2 separate regions of the Mus musculus genome follow, and region 1 is linked to region 2. The links are chromatin contacts, called in public Micro-C maps. All regions are on one chromosome and are shown on one strand. The core of a region is the stretch at or near the end of the contact, and the rest is flanking DNA. Distances in the headings are between cores, read along the strand shown. Region 1 holds the start of Ttc9b (tetratricopeptide repeat domain 9B). Region 2 overlaps Sptbn4 (spectrin beta, non-erythrocytic 4).

Region 1 (7,942 bases), core at 186-2,685, 250 kb after region 2:
GCATGTGTGTGTGCATGTGTGCGTGCGTGTGCATGTGTGTGCATGTGAGTGTGCATGTGAGTGTGCATGTGTGTGTGCGCGTGTGTGTGCATGTGTGTGTGCGTGCGTGTGTGTATGTGTGTGTGCGCGTGTGCGCGCGCGTGTGTGTGTATGTGCGTGAGTTTGTGTGTGTGTGTGCAGGTATATGTAGGAAGGGGTCAGATAACCACTTTGAGAGGCTGGTTCCACAGATGGAACTCACGTGGTGGCTACTGCTATGTTGCTGGCCCATAATGAACGAATTTCTTTCCTTTTCCCCCTCTTTTTTGAGTCAGGTGTAGCTCTGGCTGGCCCGGAAACCATAGAGTTCTGCTGCTTCTGCCTCCTAAGTGCAGGGATTGCAGGGGAGTGCCACCACAGCGCAGCCGCAGCCGCATTTTCTTGGTTGTCCTTATTGTACTGGTGGTCCTGGGCTGTCAGTGGGGACCCTTGTCACCTCCCCACTGGCTTTTCTGGAAATGGAAGGCAAGGGACAGAATGGCTAGGTTGCAGAGTTGCCTTTCCTCCAGGAAGTCCCCAGTCACACTTCAACCTAGAGCAAATGCCTCCTCTGACTTCTCCATGCTAGCCATGGCTCTCCTCCTGCGCTTCCCAGGATCAGCCACTTTGGGCTGTTACAGGTCTGTCTCTCCACTAGGCTGTGAACCTAGGAGATGTGGCTCTATCTAAATAATTCTTTCTCTCTCCTTTTCCCTCCCTTCTCCTTAATCTCCCACACCTACCTTTTCTTTGTAGTTCATGGCTGATCTGGAATTTCCTCGTTAGCACCAGATTAGCTTCAAACTTCTTTCCACTCTCCTGCCTCAGATGTCCGAGTGTGACTACAGGCAGGTGCTACCCCACTTGACTTCTGTTGTTGTTGTTTGTTTTTACATTGGCCCATCAACCCCCTCCCCCTGAACAGAAATTGAGCAATGGCTATTTGTTTATTACATAAAGAATCGATTCCAACGTATGTACTATTGTCCCGCACTATAGTACAATAGGTAATTTGAGGGGATTGTCCAAATCATAGAGTAATGAGAAACCAGTGTCTGAAGCCGGGCAGCTTGACTCCCAATCCTGTATTCTTATCCAACATGCCAAATGACTAGTGGGCTGAAAACCAGCTTTCCACAAAACTGATGTCTGCCCGCTCAGCCTTTTTCTTCTAGAAATCTCCGGGAGAACATGCAGTCGGGTGGGAGGGTAAGGACTGTGGGGACAAGGGAGAGGCGCCAGAACAACTAGACCCAGGCTGGTTTGAGGGTGAGCGAGGGGGAGTTTGGAGGGGTTTTTCTAGACCCATAGGGGGCAGCCGGAGACGGCAGCCAGAGATGTGGGGGCGGAGAAAGGGTGGGGACCGGCCCCGCGGGGGGCGATGCGGTAGCTGCAGCGGCGGCCGCAGGAGTTTCCCACAATGCAGCGCGGCGCGCTGTCCCCGGTGCTGATGCTCAGCGCTGCCCCGGAGCCTCCACCGCGCCCGCCTCCCGCCCTTTCCCCGCCGGGCCCCGGCTCAGCGCCTCGCCATGGCTCTGCTCGGTCGGGTCCTGCCCCAGAGCCGTCTGGGGGCCTGGCTGCGGCGCTCGACAGCAGCCTGCGGGCTGCCGTGGCGTTCAAGGCGGAGGGTCAGCGTTGCTACCGAGAGAAGAAGTTCCGAGAAGCCATTGGCAAGTACCACCGGGCACTGCTGCAGCTGAAGGCGGCTCAAGGGGCCCGCCCTGGCGGTCTGCCCACCCCCTCCCCGGGACCCACCACCAGCCCGGGGCCCGCCCGCCTCAGCGAGGAGCAGCGGCGCCTGGTGGAGAACACAGAGGTTGAATGTTACGACTCCCTCACTGGTACGGGGCCGTCGGGGGGCGCAGAGGACTCGGGTGAAACGGGTGGGTAGTGAGGGGGTAATCAGGAGGCTATAGAGCCTGTGGTGGCTGGAAGCTGAAGGAGTCAGGGCTGTGGTCTGGCGGGGAAGACTACAAAACTTGCTGAGGAAGAGAGTTGGGAGTAGATGAATAGGGCTTCTTGGATGGAGTAAGCAGGGGCTTGAATAATGAAACGGGCTCTGGACTTGGTCTTCTAAGCCCCACTTCCCTGACTCATTCTTTCCCCCGGTCTGCCACGCATGAGCCAAGGTTAGAAAGGCTTACCCTGCACCGGCTATTTCGTTCTTGGACCCTCCCTCTATAATTACTTGGGAAAACCTCCAGCTAATTGCTTCAGACTTGTCTGTCCTGCGCCCTCTAGCGGCGGCGCAGATAGCTCTTATACTAACAGGTTAGCTGATTAGTGTCTCCTGGTGGCCAGAGCAATCCCATATGCCCAGGGGAAGAGGTCAGGTTATTTGAGGTCATGTGAATCCTAGGGGATGCAGGCTGTGTCTGAGACTACAGGGTCTCTGCATCCCACAGCTTGCCTCCTGCAGTCGGAGCTGGTGAACTATGAGCGGGTGCGTGAGTACTGTCTCAAGGTGCTGGAGAAACAGCAGGGCAACTTCAAGGCCACCTATCGTGCCGGCATTGCCTTCTACCACTTGGGTGATTATGCACGTGCGCTGCGCTACCTACAGGAGGCCCGCAGCCGAGAGCCCACAGGTGAGTGGCAGGGCTGGGCTGGGCAGGGGGTTAGAACAGAGGAAACCTAGGCGGGAGGACCAGGGCAGAGCCAAGCCACCCCAGGGAAGTGCTGTTACCAGCTCCAGACAAGCTCTCTCTAGCTACCTAAGATTCCTCATACACTCATCCAGCACCCATCCACCGTCCCCAAAGGTATACTCACCTTGTTCCTCTGGCATTTCCCCAACCAACTCTCTTCATTGGGAATTGAACCTAGGGCCTCATGCATGCAAGGCAAGCACTCTACCAACTAGGCTACATCCCCAATGCTTTAGCCCATCCGTGTCCCTATCCACTCACCGACGATGGCCTTGAATATTTCTCCCCCCACACCCATATTCCTTCACTCCCTCCTGGTCACACTCAGCTCCTCTGTCACCTATGGCCCTCCACTCATCTGCTTGTAATGCTTGTTCTCTGCCCTCGGGAAGAGCAGTCAGGGTACTCATGTGTCCATGTGTGTGTAGACATGACACAACCCCATGGGGAGGGGACACAGCAGGAGCTAGATGTAGGGCTGTGGGAGCAAGGAGGCAAGATTAGCTTTCCCGTGAAGTGGTTTGCTGAGAACAGTTGTCACTTGGGGATGAGTGGAGGTGGGAGAGGAGCCTCTGCCGACAGAGCGACAGAGCGCGGCTGCTGCCGCTGCCACACGTGTGAGGTAGGAGGTGTGAAATCTCTCTGGGTGGCTGGTACAGCTGAGGTGCCGGGAGTGAGGTGCTGACTGTCCTGAGGACATAACTATCGGCTGCTGTCTCAGGACACCCAGATAATGTTCCCGTCCCTCCCCTGCAGACACCAATGTTCTCCGCTACATCCAGCTGACTCAGCTGAAGATGAACCGTTGCAGCCTCCAGAGGGAAGACAGTGATGGTGGCACTGGAGGCCCAGCTCGGAATGTCGTGGGCTGAGGCCAAGGGGCAGCCTCTACCTTAGTCCCTCCAACCCTACTGGGCACCTTCCCCTGACCTGCCCAGCTCGGAATGTCTGTCGTGGGCTGAGGCCAAGGGGCAGCCTCTACCTTAGTCCCACCAACCTCACCGGGCACCTTCCCCCGACTCATGCGTTTACTGGTAAAGCCGCTGCCACTGGCGCCTCCTTTGTGTGGTCTTATTGTGGGGATGAAGGACAGGTCTATACCTAGCTGTCACTTCTGCAGACACCCAGAGGCCCAGGGAGGAAATGTAGGGTTTAAGGGTGTCCCACTGTGGAGTAAATCAGCATCAGGGCCCAGGCAGGGGACGCACACACAGCCAAGCTTGGTAGGGGGCAGGGCTTACCTTTAATGCTGCGCCTTGTGCCAGATCCCCCACAATATTCTGTCCCTGAGTATCCCTGCCCACCCACCCTCTCCCCACAGCAGATTGGGCTCAGAGCTCCACAACCTGGGGTACAAAGGAATAAATTAAGTGTCCTCCCCTCCCCCCTTCCCCAATAAATAGAGTGAGTATCCTGCCCAGGGCCTCCCCCACCTTGGCAAATGGTGGGCTGTGGCAGGCCTGGGGCGCTACATTCATGGCTGCCCAGGCGGGTGGTGGTGGGCAGGTCTCAGTGAGAGCCATAGACCCCACATAGGGGCACTGTATTGTCCTGGCTCTGGCCCTCCATGTCCATGTCCAGCAACGTGGGTTGCACGCTGGGGGGCCCAGGGCTCTCTGGAGTGTCTGGCCTGCTTGGAGGCGAGATGCTGAGTGTCCGGCCAAAGGAGACCAGTTTCCAGGGATCCAGACGGGGGCGGCTGGCAGCAGGCCGGGGTCTTGGGGCAAAAGTGAGGGTGGTGGGGCGGCCAGGGAACTCCAGGGGCCGGCGTCGGGTAGGGAACAGGGCCTGGGGGTCGGGCAGTCGAGGGAAGTCCAGGGGGTCTCGAGGACCTAGGGAAAGAGGATCACATGCGGTGAGGGGTGGGGTAAAGGGCGCCGTTTCTATGCCAACCCCATCCTTGGAAAGTGGCTACTGGCTTCTGAGAGACTCTCAGAACTTGCTGCACCTGCTTTCTAGGAAGGCCACAGCCATGAGCAGCCCCGCACTTGGGTCTTGAACAAGTTCTCACAGTTTCCAATGGCTTGTTCTGGAAGATGACCTTTTTACATTTTCTGTGACAGGCTGGTCTGGAACTCTGTGTAACCGAAGATGACCTTGAACTCCAGAATATGGGGTTGTAGGATTGTGAAAACATCCAGTTTTATGTGGTGTTGGGGATCACACTCAACATGTTAGACAATTCTTCTACCAAAGGAGCTGTACCCCAGTTCATCTTTCCATCTTAGGGACAGAGTCTCATGTAGCCCAGGCTGGTCTCAAACTCTGAGTGTGGCCCAGGCTGACCATAAACTCCTGACCCCGAGTACTGGGTTCACAGTGTGTGCTGCTACTCCTAGCCTGCATCTCTGGAGTGATCGAAACAGCGCATGGCTGGGGCTGAGAGATTCAAACCTGACTACAGTGGCTGTAACCCAGAACCCAGGGCCTGAAGGGCACAAGTAATTCCCGACCACGCCCTCCTGACCATACTGCTGGCTAATAAGCAGAGAGGACAGTGCTGATGGCTACCAATGCTTCCACTTGCCATCATGTCACCTACCCTGTCCTCGCAGACATTATATTGACATTGCCCAATTTATCCTATCTCAGGCATCCCCAAGACCCACAAGGGGCCCGGCAATGACGGCTGGGGTGGCTCAGAAGGAAACACGGGTCAGTAGTCTGTGAAAGATTGCTTGGACAGGCCCCACTCACCGTGGTTGGTGAGCTCCAGAGGCTCCCGTTGTCTCAAAGCCCCATCTGATGGCGTCCGCCTGTGTCCACGGCTCACAGCGTGGGCGGCAGTGACGTGGGTGGGCGTAAGTGACTGCCGGGGGTCCTTCTTGAAGCTCTCCAACTCCACGTCCACGAGAGGATTGGTGCTGGGTGAGGGCGCGAGCGGAGAAGGCGGCGGGGAGGGGGCGGCAGGGGCAGCCTCGTCACTGTCAGAGCGCAGCAATGAGCGCGTAGAGTTACAATCCGATACAGAGGATAATGACACCAGGGTGGCCGAGGGTGCCAGACCCAAGCCTGGGGCTGTGTCTTCGCGGCGACCTCCGGGGCGCCCGGTTGGGCTGAGACCGCGAGGGAAGCGGCCGGGGCGCGGGAAGAAGAGACTGTCCAGCCAGCGCCGCTGCTCCTCACCGTCCCCGGCCCGTGCCTCGGCCACGTCGGCGCCCAGGCCCACCGCACTCAGCAGCGTGGCACAGCTTAGCAGCGCCAGGTCGCAGCGCCTACGAGCTCCGTGTCCTGGCCGGGAAGGGGTGACAGCCGGCGGCTCCCAAGGCGCCTGAACACAAGGAGAAGGCTCGGCGGGCAGAGGCACCTTGAGGTAGGACGGGGTGGAGTAGGGAGAAGGGGGCACGTTGTTGCCTTCATCTGCCTCCGCAAATTCTTCTGCAATGGGAGAGGTCTGTCACTCAGCCGACCCTGCCTTTCCTCACCTTCCCCTAGAATTGGTGGCAAGGACTTCTTCCAGTGACCTCCAAATAACAGCAAAACCCCCTCTCCAGGTGCCACTGTCGTCCTCAAATCTCTCTCTTTAAAGCCTTGCTTCTGAAAATGAGGGCGGGTCCCCAGGCCCATTGCTGCTATCTCTTCTTCTGGGCATGTCTCACCTAGGTCTGGGGGATGTCCCCTCAGGCAGGATTTCTCCTGTCCCCACCACTCCCCAGAGCACTCATACTCTCTTACCCATCTCGTTGAGGCTGGCGAAGCCTGGGGCCATGGGGGTGTGCTTAGGGGATTTGCCCAGGTTGGGGGCGCTCGAGGACCACTGCTTGCTTCCTTCCCCCAGGGCCTTGAGCCTGCAGGGGCACACAGGGAGATAGGGTCAGGGCAAGGGTTAGGCAGGTATGGGGTGGCTGGCAGCTATACACTCATACCTCTCCTCTCCTCCAGCTCGCTCCTTCTGCAAAGTGGAACTGGGGCCCCATGTCCTGCCTTTCTTCTTGCCCCCAACCAGTTCTTCCTTCTTTGGTGGCCCACTGCGGCTCCATGTTCCACTACCACTGCTGCCACCACAGTCCATGGGAGTCACTGCATGGAGAAAAGTGATAAGCGAGTCAGAGTCACAGAGAGGCCCCTGCCAGCCCAAGGAACTGTTCTGACAGCCACTCCTGCTGTGAGTCCTTCCCTAACACAGCACTGCTATCAGGGGAGGGCCTAAGGCAGCAAAGCAGCCAGCTCCTTAAGCTTTGCCCATTCAGGTCCCGAGCCTGTATCCTCACTCCCTGCCTGAGCCTTCAGCTTCATTCTGGTTGGCCCAGCCGGGAGCTCTGGAGACCGTGGTTCTGTTCCTCCACGCTCCCCAACGCACCCTGGCTCTAATGTCTTATCGCTTTGTAGCCAGATGCAGCTCCCACCACGTTGTCTTCTGACCTTCACCTGCACCCACTACAGGTGCACCCACCCACAGGCATGCACACACAGTTACAAATGTAATAAAAAGAATGAGTTACAGTCTAACCTGGGAGCAAAGTGAGACTGTCTTAAAACAAAAACAAAAGGCCAGGAGAAATCTGTTTGCCTCTTAAACAGAACCCCTGGGTTTCCCCAGCACTGCATGAACAGGGTGTGTGGCACACGCTTCTAATTCAGAACCAGGGAGGCAGACGGGGAAGGAATTCAAGGCCATCCTTAGCTACACAGTTGCAGAGCAGTCTGGGCCACATGAGACCATGAGACAGGCATGTAAAGGAAAAGTTAGTAGTTTGGGATTTCCCGTAGATTGTGCTCTGCGTGCTCCCGTGGCGGCAGCAGCCCCGCTCCCTCACCTGCATGGACTACACACATACCTTCAAAGAATGCACCTGTGCCGGGCTCCGTGGACTTCCCATCTTTAAATAGTATACATTTCTCCACCCCTGGTAACAACCAAATTTAGATGGCTCCCATTCAAGTGTGCCCCCAAGGATGGGGAGACATAACGAACAGAAGGGCTGAGCCAGCATGGGCTGTTTTTGCCTTTTATTCTCAAGTCAACTTTTAAAGTAAATCACCGATTTCCCATCTAATCCCTATGCATAGACACAGGCATACCTACACACACACACACACACACACACACACACACACACACACACACACGCGCACACACGCACACTCTCAAAACTGCAGTCAGGGCACAGAGGCAAAGCTCGATGACAAAGCACACACTTTACACATACAATGCTAAAAGGCTTTTTGCACTGCCAAACATTTTTTTAAAAAATCAGGGCAGGAGAGCCAGCTTGGGGTTAAGAACACTGGCTGCTCTCGAAGAGGACTCAGGTTTGGTTGGGCACCCACATGGC
Region 2 (6,875 bases), core at 184-2,683:
TACTCCTGCTGGCCCCTCTTTTTAGCAGTCTGTCCTTCCAGATTCCCCCAGGTCTCTGCCCACTCTGCCAAATCTATGAATTATCCTCTCTTGCTAGCTCCTTCCAGATAATCCACAATCCCAATAAGCCACTTCAAATTCACCTCTCATAAACCACTAAACCCAAGCAGAGCATTAATCTCAGAACTTTGTGAAGTGGAGACTGGAAGATCTGTGAGAGTTCAAGGCCAGCCTGGTCTGTACAGAGAGTTCCAGACCCCCAGGGCTCCATAGATCCTGTCTCCATAAAAGCAAGGGTTGGACAAATGGCTCATTGGTTAAGAGTATTTACTGCTCGTCCAGAAAAATCTGAGTTGGGTTCCTAGCACCCACATTCCGCATTCCACAACGACCAACTCCAGTGGCTCCATCGCCTTGGCCTTCTTGGGAATCTTCACGTGTACACACAGGTGCACACCGTTAAATATAATAAAAATAAATTCTTTTTTAAATTAAAAGATAGGAAGATGGAGAGATGGCTCCAGTATTAAGAGCACACGCTGCTCTTCCAAAGGACCTGTGTTCGATTCCCATCACCCACATGGTGGCTCATAACTGTAACTCTAATCCCAAAGGATCTGGTGCCCTCTTCTGGCCTCCCAGGACTCTAAATGCATTTTATGCATGAATACACACAGGCAAAACAAATAAAAATAATTTTTTAAATTAAAAGCTGGTCGTCTATGCTACTATGCGCGAATGGTGGTGGCACATGCCTTTAATCCTAGCACTTGTAAGGCAGAGGCAGTAGGATCTTTGTGAATGCAAGTCCAGCCTAATCTACATAGCGAGTTCCAGCACCGCCAAGACTATATAGAAAGGCCCTGTCTTGATTCGATGATAGATAGATAGATAGATAGATAGATAGATAGATAGATAGATAGATAGATAGAAAATATACCGCCCCATGAACCCACACCATTCAACATAACCTTTTATCTCTGTCACAGACCTCAATTTTCCAGATAAACCACTACTCCTTTAATTCCCTACCCCCAAACAAAGCAGGAATCTAGGGGTCCCAGGAAACACATCAAAGCAAGTCTGTGCCCCCACACCCAATCCCTCTCAGCCCAGACCCCGCACCCCAGACAGCCATCAGGCACCTGGTTGCGCAGCACCGCAAGCGCCTGGCACAGGTCTCTCAGGAAGAGTTGATAGACGTGCGCTTGGACCAGCGCCTCCCTGCGCTCCTCCCACAAGCCGAGCAGTTTGTGCCAGCCAACCTCGAGGTGCGGCAGCCACTCGTCTAGCGCCAGACCGGGGCCCAGCTCCGCGCCCTCGGACGCTAGCAGCGCTTCACTGGCAGCCACGATGCGCGCGTAGTCCTCCTCACGCTGATCCACCTCCTCCTTGAGCGCGGCGTGGCGCGCCAGCAGCCCATCCGCCTCCTCCAGGCTGCGAGGCAGCGGCCCCTCGACGGCGCCTGCTGCCTCCTGCGCCCGCACCAGCCAGTCCAGGAAAGTATCCAAATCGCGCAGGAAACGCTGCAGGCGACCTGCCGCCGCAACCGCCTCGCCGCAGGCCTGAGCCGCTCCGGCCAGTGCGCCCCACTCGGCTCCTAGCTCCTCGGCGCCCTGGTGCAGGCGCGTCGCCTGTGCGGGGAAGCGTTCGGCCAGCAGCGCCGCCTCCTCCAGCAGCGCCGCCTGTCGCGGCTCTAGCGCCTGTAGAGCCGCCTCCAGGCCACTCAGGCGCCATTGCAGGGCTCCCCCCGCCCGGGGCGCGCTCTCCACTGCCCGTCGCTTCTCGCGCACTTGGGCGCGCACCTCGGCCACCTCCAGCACGTGGTTCTCCACCAGCAGCACCGCGCTCATCTCCTCTTTGCGCTGTTCCACCAACTCCACGATGCGGTTCCACCTGTTCAGGGGCGGGAAAGAGGGTGATCGGATGCGGAGAATCCGCACACCCAGGGTAAAATCCAGGTTTTCGGACGCTCAGAAGCCTGGGAGAGTCCCAGTTTGTGCCTAAATCAATAGTATCTCACTCTGGACAGTGCTTAGAGCACAACTTTCAATGTATGTATCGTTCCAGCGCTACCAAATTATCTTCATAATAATATTAGGATTCTGTTTGTTATCTCATTATCTTTCAGAGTTTATTAGCAACTGAGGACGGAAAACAGACAACAGCTGCCTGCCTAGGGCACACAGTCCAGAGAATCACGGCTGTGTGGTGTAGTACACACCTATGATCTTAGCACTCCTTGGGCTACACAGACCCTGTCAAAGGAGGAGGAGGAGGAGGAGGAGGAGGAGGAGGAGGAGGAGGAGGAGGAGGAGGAGGAGGAGGAGGAGGAAGGGAGGGAGGGAGGGGAAGGGGAAGAGGGCATGATGTGTGTCTTTTTTTTTTTTTAAGAATTGCTTATTTATTTTATGTACACTGATGCTGTCTTCAGACACACCAGAAGAGGGCATCAGATCCCATTACAAATGGTTGTAGGCCACCATTCTGGTTGCTGAAAATTGAACTCAAGATCTCTGGAAGAGCTCTTAACCACTGAGCCATCTCTCCAGCCCCATAATTTACTTTTTAATGTCTGTGCTCATTTCATCTGCAGGTATATACACCCCACCCCATCCCTTTTTAGACAGGTCCTAGTAGGTAGCTGAGGCTAGCCTGGAACTTGTGATCTTTCTGCTTCTGTCTCCTCAGTGATGGCACTGGATACAGGTACACTTCTGGTTTTTAAGTTGCCTTGAAACCCTGGACTCCAGTTCCTTCTGCCTCAGACCCCTCTATACCACCCAAAATGTAATTTAAAAAAAAACATGTTCTAAATTCTGGAAGCTCTATTGTGGACCCCAGGAGGCTGGAGGATAAAACAGTTAATTAAATTAAAGTACTTAGGAAGCCAGTCGTGATGGTACACTCCCATAATCCTAGCATGTGGAAAGCATAGGCCAGCCTTGTTATACAGAAAGTTCAAGCTAGCCTAGATTACAGGAGATCTTCTCTCAGAAGTAAAAAGGAGCAGGGCATGGTGGAACACATCTTAGTCCCAGTGCTTGGGAGGCAGAGGCAGGCAGATCTCTGTGAGTTCGAAATGAGGCTAGCCTGGTCTACATAGCAAGTTCCAGGATAGCCAGGACTACATAGCGAGACTCTGACCCAGATAGATAGATAGATAGATAGATAGATAGATAGATAGATAGATAGATAGATAGATAATTTAAGAATGGAGCAGGTAGAAGGCACATGTCTATAATAATCCTGCTAGGTAGGGCAAAAGGATCAAGAGTTCAAGGATATCCTCAGCTACTGAGTTCAAGGCCAGCCTGAGAACAGCAGTCCTTGTCTCAAGAAACCAAAGTAATAGACAACTAAATAATACACCTCAAATAAGATAAAGTGCACGAGAAAACTCCTGACCAATAATAGCACCTTATGAGTTCTTTCTGGACAAACTAGTGAATTGCCCATGAAACTGGCTGCGTCCTCAGCCCATCGTCACCAGCATTGGGCATGTAGTATCTTCTTGTCAAGTTGCCGTTGAGACTGAAGAGATGGCTCAGTGGTTAAGAATTCATATTGCTCTCACAAAAGACCCTAGTTCCATCCCATGCGCCCACATTGGGTAGCTTACAACCACCTGTAACTGCTAGTCCATGGAATTTTACACCCTCTTCTGGACTATACAGGTACTACATCCAAATGCACATGTGTACACATGCACATACATATGTGTACATACACGCACACACATGCTAAAAATACAATAAAAATATCTTTCAGTCGGGCAGTGGTGGTGCAGACCTTTAATCCCAGCACTTGGGAAGCAGAGGCAGGTGGATTTCTGAGTTCGAGGCCAGCCTGGTCTATAGAGTGAGTTCCAGGACAGCCAGGGCTATACAGAGAAAAAACAAAAACCAAAACAAACAAACAAAAGGAATAAAGAAAGAAAGAAATCTTTCAAAAAAAAAAGATTTTCCTGATCTACAAAGTGCCCATCAACACCTCGGAAGGGTTGATATCACACACCTCTGGCTTTCACAGTGCATGGATAGAGAAGGTGCTAGCAGGAGGAACTTCCTGCCCCAGGACCCACCTACCTGCTGTTGAGATGGTCCTGACAGGAGCGCACCTCATCGGAGCTGGGATGACCTCCTTCTACCAACTCCTGAACTGTTTGGTTCACATCCAGGACTCGGCCCATCAGGCTGTTCATTTCCTGGTCAAGACTTTCAAATCTGCAGAAGAGGAAGAGGGTGTAGAAGTCAGAGGTCTGGGCTCTCAAGAGCCAGCTCACTTCTTTAGTTGTAGGTCTTTATGACATTTCTCAAGTTCCTTCGCAGGAATTTTTCTCTCTTTCTTTCCTACTCTTTTGTTGTTGGATTTGCGGGGGGGGGGGGGTTTGTTTTGTGTCTGTGTCTGGATTTTTGGGAGGGAGTTGTTTGTTTTCTTTGTTTTGTGTCTGTTTTGCTTTTGGTTTGGTTTGGCTTTGCTGCTGCTGGTGATGAAGCAGGGTAGCACATGTAGCCCAAGGCTGACCTCAAACTCTCCAAGTAGCTGAGGATGACCTTGAACTCAGAAGGGCATGCAACCCTGACCAGCACAGGCTCCAGTTTTTCTATGGGTTGCTGTAACGTCCGATTGTCCAATGCTCCACCCTGCCCTCTATATAAATGTCAGGCCAGGATTCTTGATTTATTTTTATTTATTTTTTATTTTTGAGACAAGGTCTCACTGTATAACCCTGGCTGTCTTGCAAGTCACTATGTAAACCAAGTTGCCCTCAAATTCACATAGACCTGCCTGCCTGTGGTGAGACTAAAGGCGTGCTCCAGGGCGGGAGCCACCTCACTGTCTAGAGAGATGACATCTGTCTTAATGGGAGTCCCATGTGTGGAGGAGCCTGTAGAAAACTTTAAGTGGATCCATATGTGTTCTGTGAATATAAACCGCGTACTGGCAGGAAATGGCTTTGGGAGGTACTGTACTGGGCAAGTATTTGCTAGGTGACACATCTGTGAACTCATTTCCTGTTCACCATAAGCTTGAGGCATAGGCTATGATGTCTACCCCCATTTGACACATGGGCAAATCGAGGTCCAAAGTATGAAGCTGATGAAGCCCGGAGTGACGGATAAATCTGGGATTGCCCCCATGAGAACTGGCGAGCCAAAGCATGTGAGGTTGGGTGGGTGAGCAAGGGGCCCTGGGGGCTTCCCCGGGTGCGCTCACCGATGCTGCACCACCTCAACGTCGTCGAGGGAATCGGGCACACGCATGGCCAGCAGCCACTGCTCTTTCTCCCCGATCCACAACTCGCAGGCATGTACCTCGCCGAACATGCGGTACACGGCGAGCGCGTCCCGAAGCCACTGTCGTCGCAGCGCGGCCACCTCGGTCACCTCGGCGAACAACTGTTCGGCTTCCACCACGCGCACCTGCAGAGCCACCACCAGCGGCCCTGCGCCACTGGCTCCTCCCAGTGTCGCCAGCTGGCGCCTCAGGCCACCCACAGGGCCACGGTGCGCTTCCACCTCCCCGGTGAGAGCGCGGTGCTGGCGCGCCAGGCGACGGCTGGACGCTTCGTCGTGACCAAAATCTCCAGCGGCTGCTAGACGATACGCGTCACGAAGCCAGTCCAGCAGCCCGTCCAGGTCGGCGCCAAATTGGTGCAGCGCCCGCGCCTCCTGCAGCCGCCGTTCCCGGCGCGCAGCCGCCTCTTCCAGCCGCTGCCAGCGGCGCCGAGCGCTAGCCGCGCGCTCCGCCAGGCCAGCCAAATGCAAAGGCTCGGCGCCCGGGCCCACGGAGCCGCCCGCCGCAGCCAACTCCTCCCCGCGTCGCAGCGCCTGCTGCAGCAGCGCCCGCCGGCCGCCCAGCTCGCCCTGCAGGATCTTATGCTGCGCCAGCAGGCGAGCGGTGCTGGACAGGTCGTGCGCGCCGCCCGCCGTGCCCGCCGCGCCACCACTGCCGCTCGTGGCCTCTAGGAGGCGCTCCTTGTCCCGCGCCCAACTCTCCGCCTCCTCCAGCTCCTGCAGCAGCGCCCACAGGCTCCGAGAAGCTTCCAGCTCTGCGCGCCGCCGTGCTGCCTGCTCCTGCAGCTCCGACAGACAGCCATGCACGTGGTTCACACGGTTGCAAATGACCTGAGGGTCGCAGGGCTGATAGCCTGGGGCAGGGGAAGGAAAAGGTAGGAAGAGATGCCAGCCCATGCCATCCTTTCATTAGGCTTCCCAGACATCCCAAGCTTAGAGCAAGCTTTCCTGGATTCTCGCCACCTCACCATCTACCTCAGCCTTCCTTCCATGGAACACCACTACCTGGGTTAACTGTTCCCTGTGGGCAGGTTCAGGCTATCTCCTTCATTATCACATTTCCACACCATTCCACAGAGGGCAGAGCCCAATGAACGAGGGTGATTTGTCTCCCAAATACTGGGATTAAAGGCAGGTCTGTCCCATAAACTTTATTCCTCAAATTTTACGATTTTCACCTAGGTCCCTAGTTCGTATGTACATAACTGTGAAATTGATTTAGCAGATCCCAGTCAACCTCTCTTTGATGGAGCTAATATAGTCAGTACCACACACCTGTAATCCCGGAGTTTGGGAGGTGGAGGCAGCAGGATCCCAAGTTTAAGGCCAGCCTGGACTTCATAGTGAGACTCTGTCTAAAACAATAAAGGGGGGCTGGAACGGTGGCTTAGCTGTTAAGAGCCCTTGCTGCTCTTCCAAAGGACCTGAGTTGGGTTCCCAGCACCCATGTGCTGACTCACTACTGACTGTAACTCCAGCTATATGGTATTCAGTACCTATTCTGGCCTCCACAGGCATCCTTTCTCACACAGGTGCACACACACACACACACACACACACACACACACACTAAAA

Evidence for each region. A called contact is a pair of places that touch in the nucleus more often than the background predicts.
Region 1: a contact with region 2 is called in a Micro-C map of embryonic stem cells, with 2.1 times the contacts expected there. The contact joins the promoter of Ttc9b here to the enhancer-like site in region 2. A contact is called at or near these places in 3 of 39 promoter capture datasets (embryonic stem cells and stem cell-derived epiblast-like cells), 3 of 484 Hi-C or Micro-C datasets (all in embryonic stem cells), 6 of 115 datasets of contacts at active chromatin or transcription factors (all in embryonic stem cells) and 2 of 9 other capture datasets (adipose tissue and liver).

The regions. Positions count from the first base shown.
Region 1 is chr7:27,652,489-27,660,430 of GRCm38.p6, forward strand. Ttc9b (tetratricopeptide repeat domain 9B) reads left to right here and starts at 1,436. Exons shown (of 3, transcript NM_028417.1): 1 at 1,436-1,859; 2 at 2,424-2,606; 3 at 3,423-3,719. The coding sequence starts at 1,439. The coding sequence ends at 3,538. Gm38973 (a long non-coding RNA gene) reads right to left here and starts at 1,744. Exons shown (of 3, transcript XR_881908.3): 1 at 762-1,744. Map3k10 (mitogen-activated protein kinase kinase kinase 10) reads right to left here. Exons shown (of 10, transcript NM_001290528.1): 7 at 6,533-6,686; 8 at 6,342-6,454; 9 at 5,364-6,044; 10 at 3,887-4,498. The coding sequence ends at 4,176.
Region 2 is chr7:27,403,023-27,409,897 of GRCm38.p6, forward strand. It overlaps Sptbn4 (spectrin beta, non-erythrocytic 4), which reads right to left. Exons shown (of 36, transcript NM_032610.2): 14 at 5,221-6,154; 15 at 4,089-4,226; 16 at 1,146-1,896. Among named protein-coding and RNA genes, the nearest start is that of Sptbn4, 40 kb to the right of the region's middle. Within about 2 kb of position 1,434, at least 13 of the 459 cell types and tissues checked have an H3K27ac peak or open chromatin away from gene starts, as enhancers often do. A contact at or near this core is called in embryonic stem cells, where this site is marked.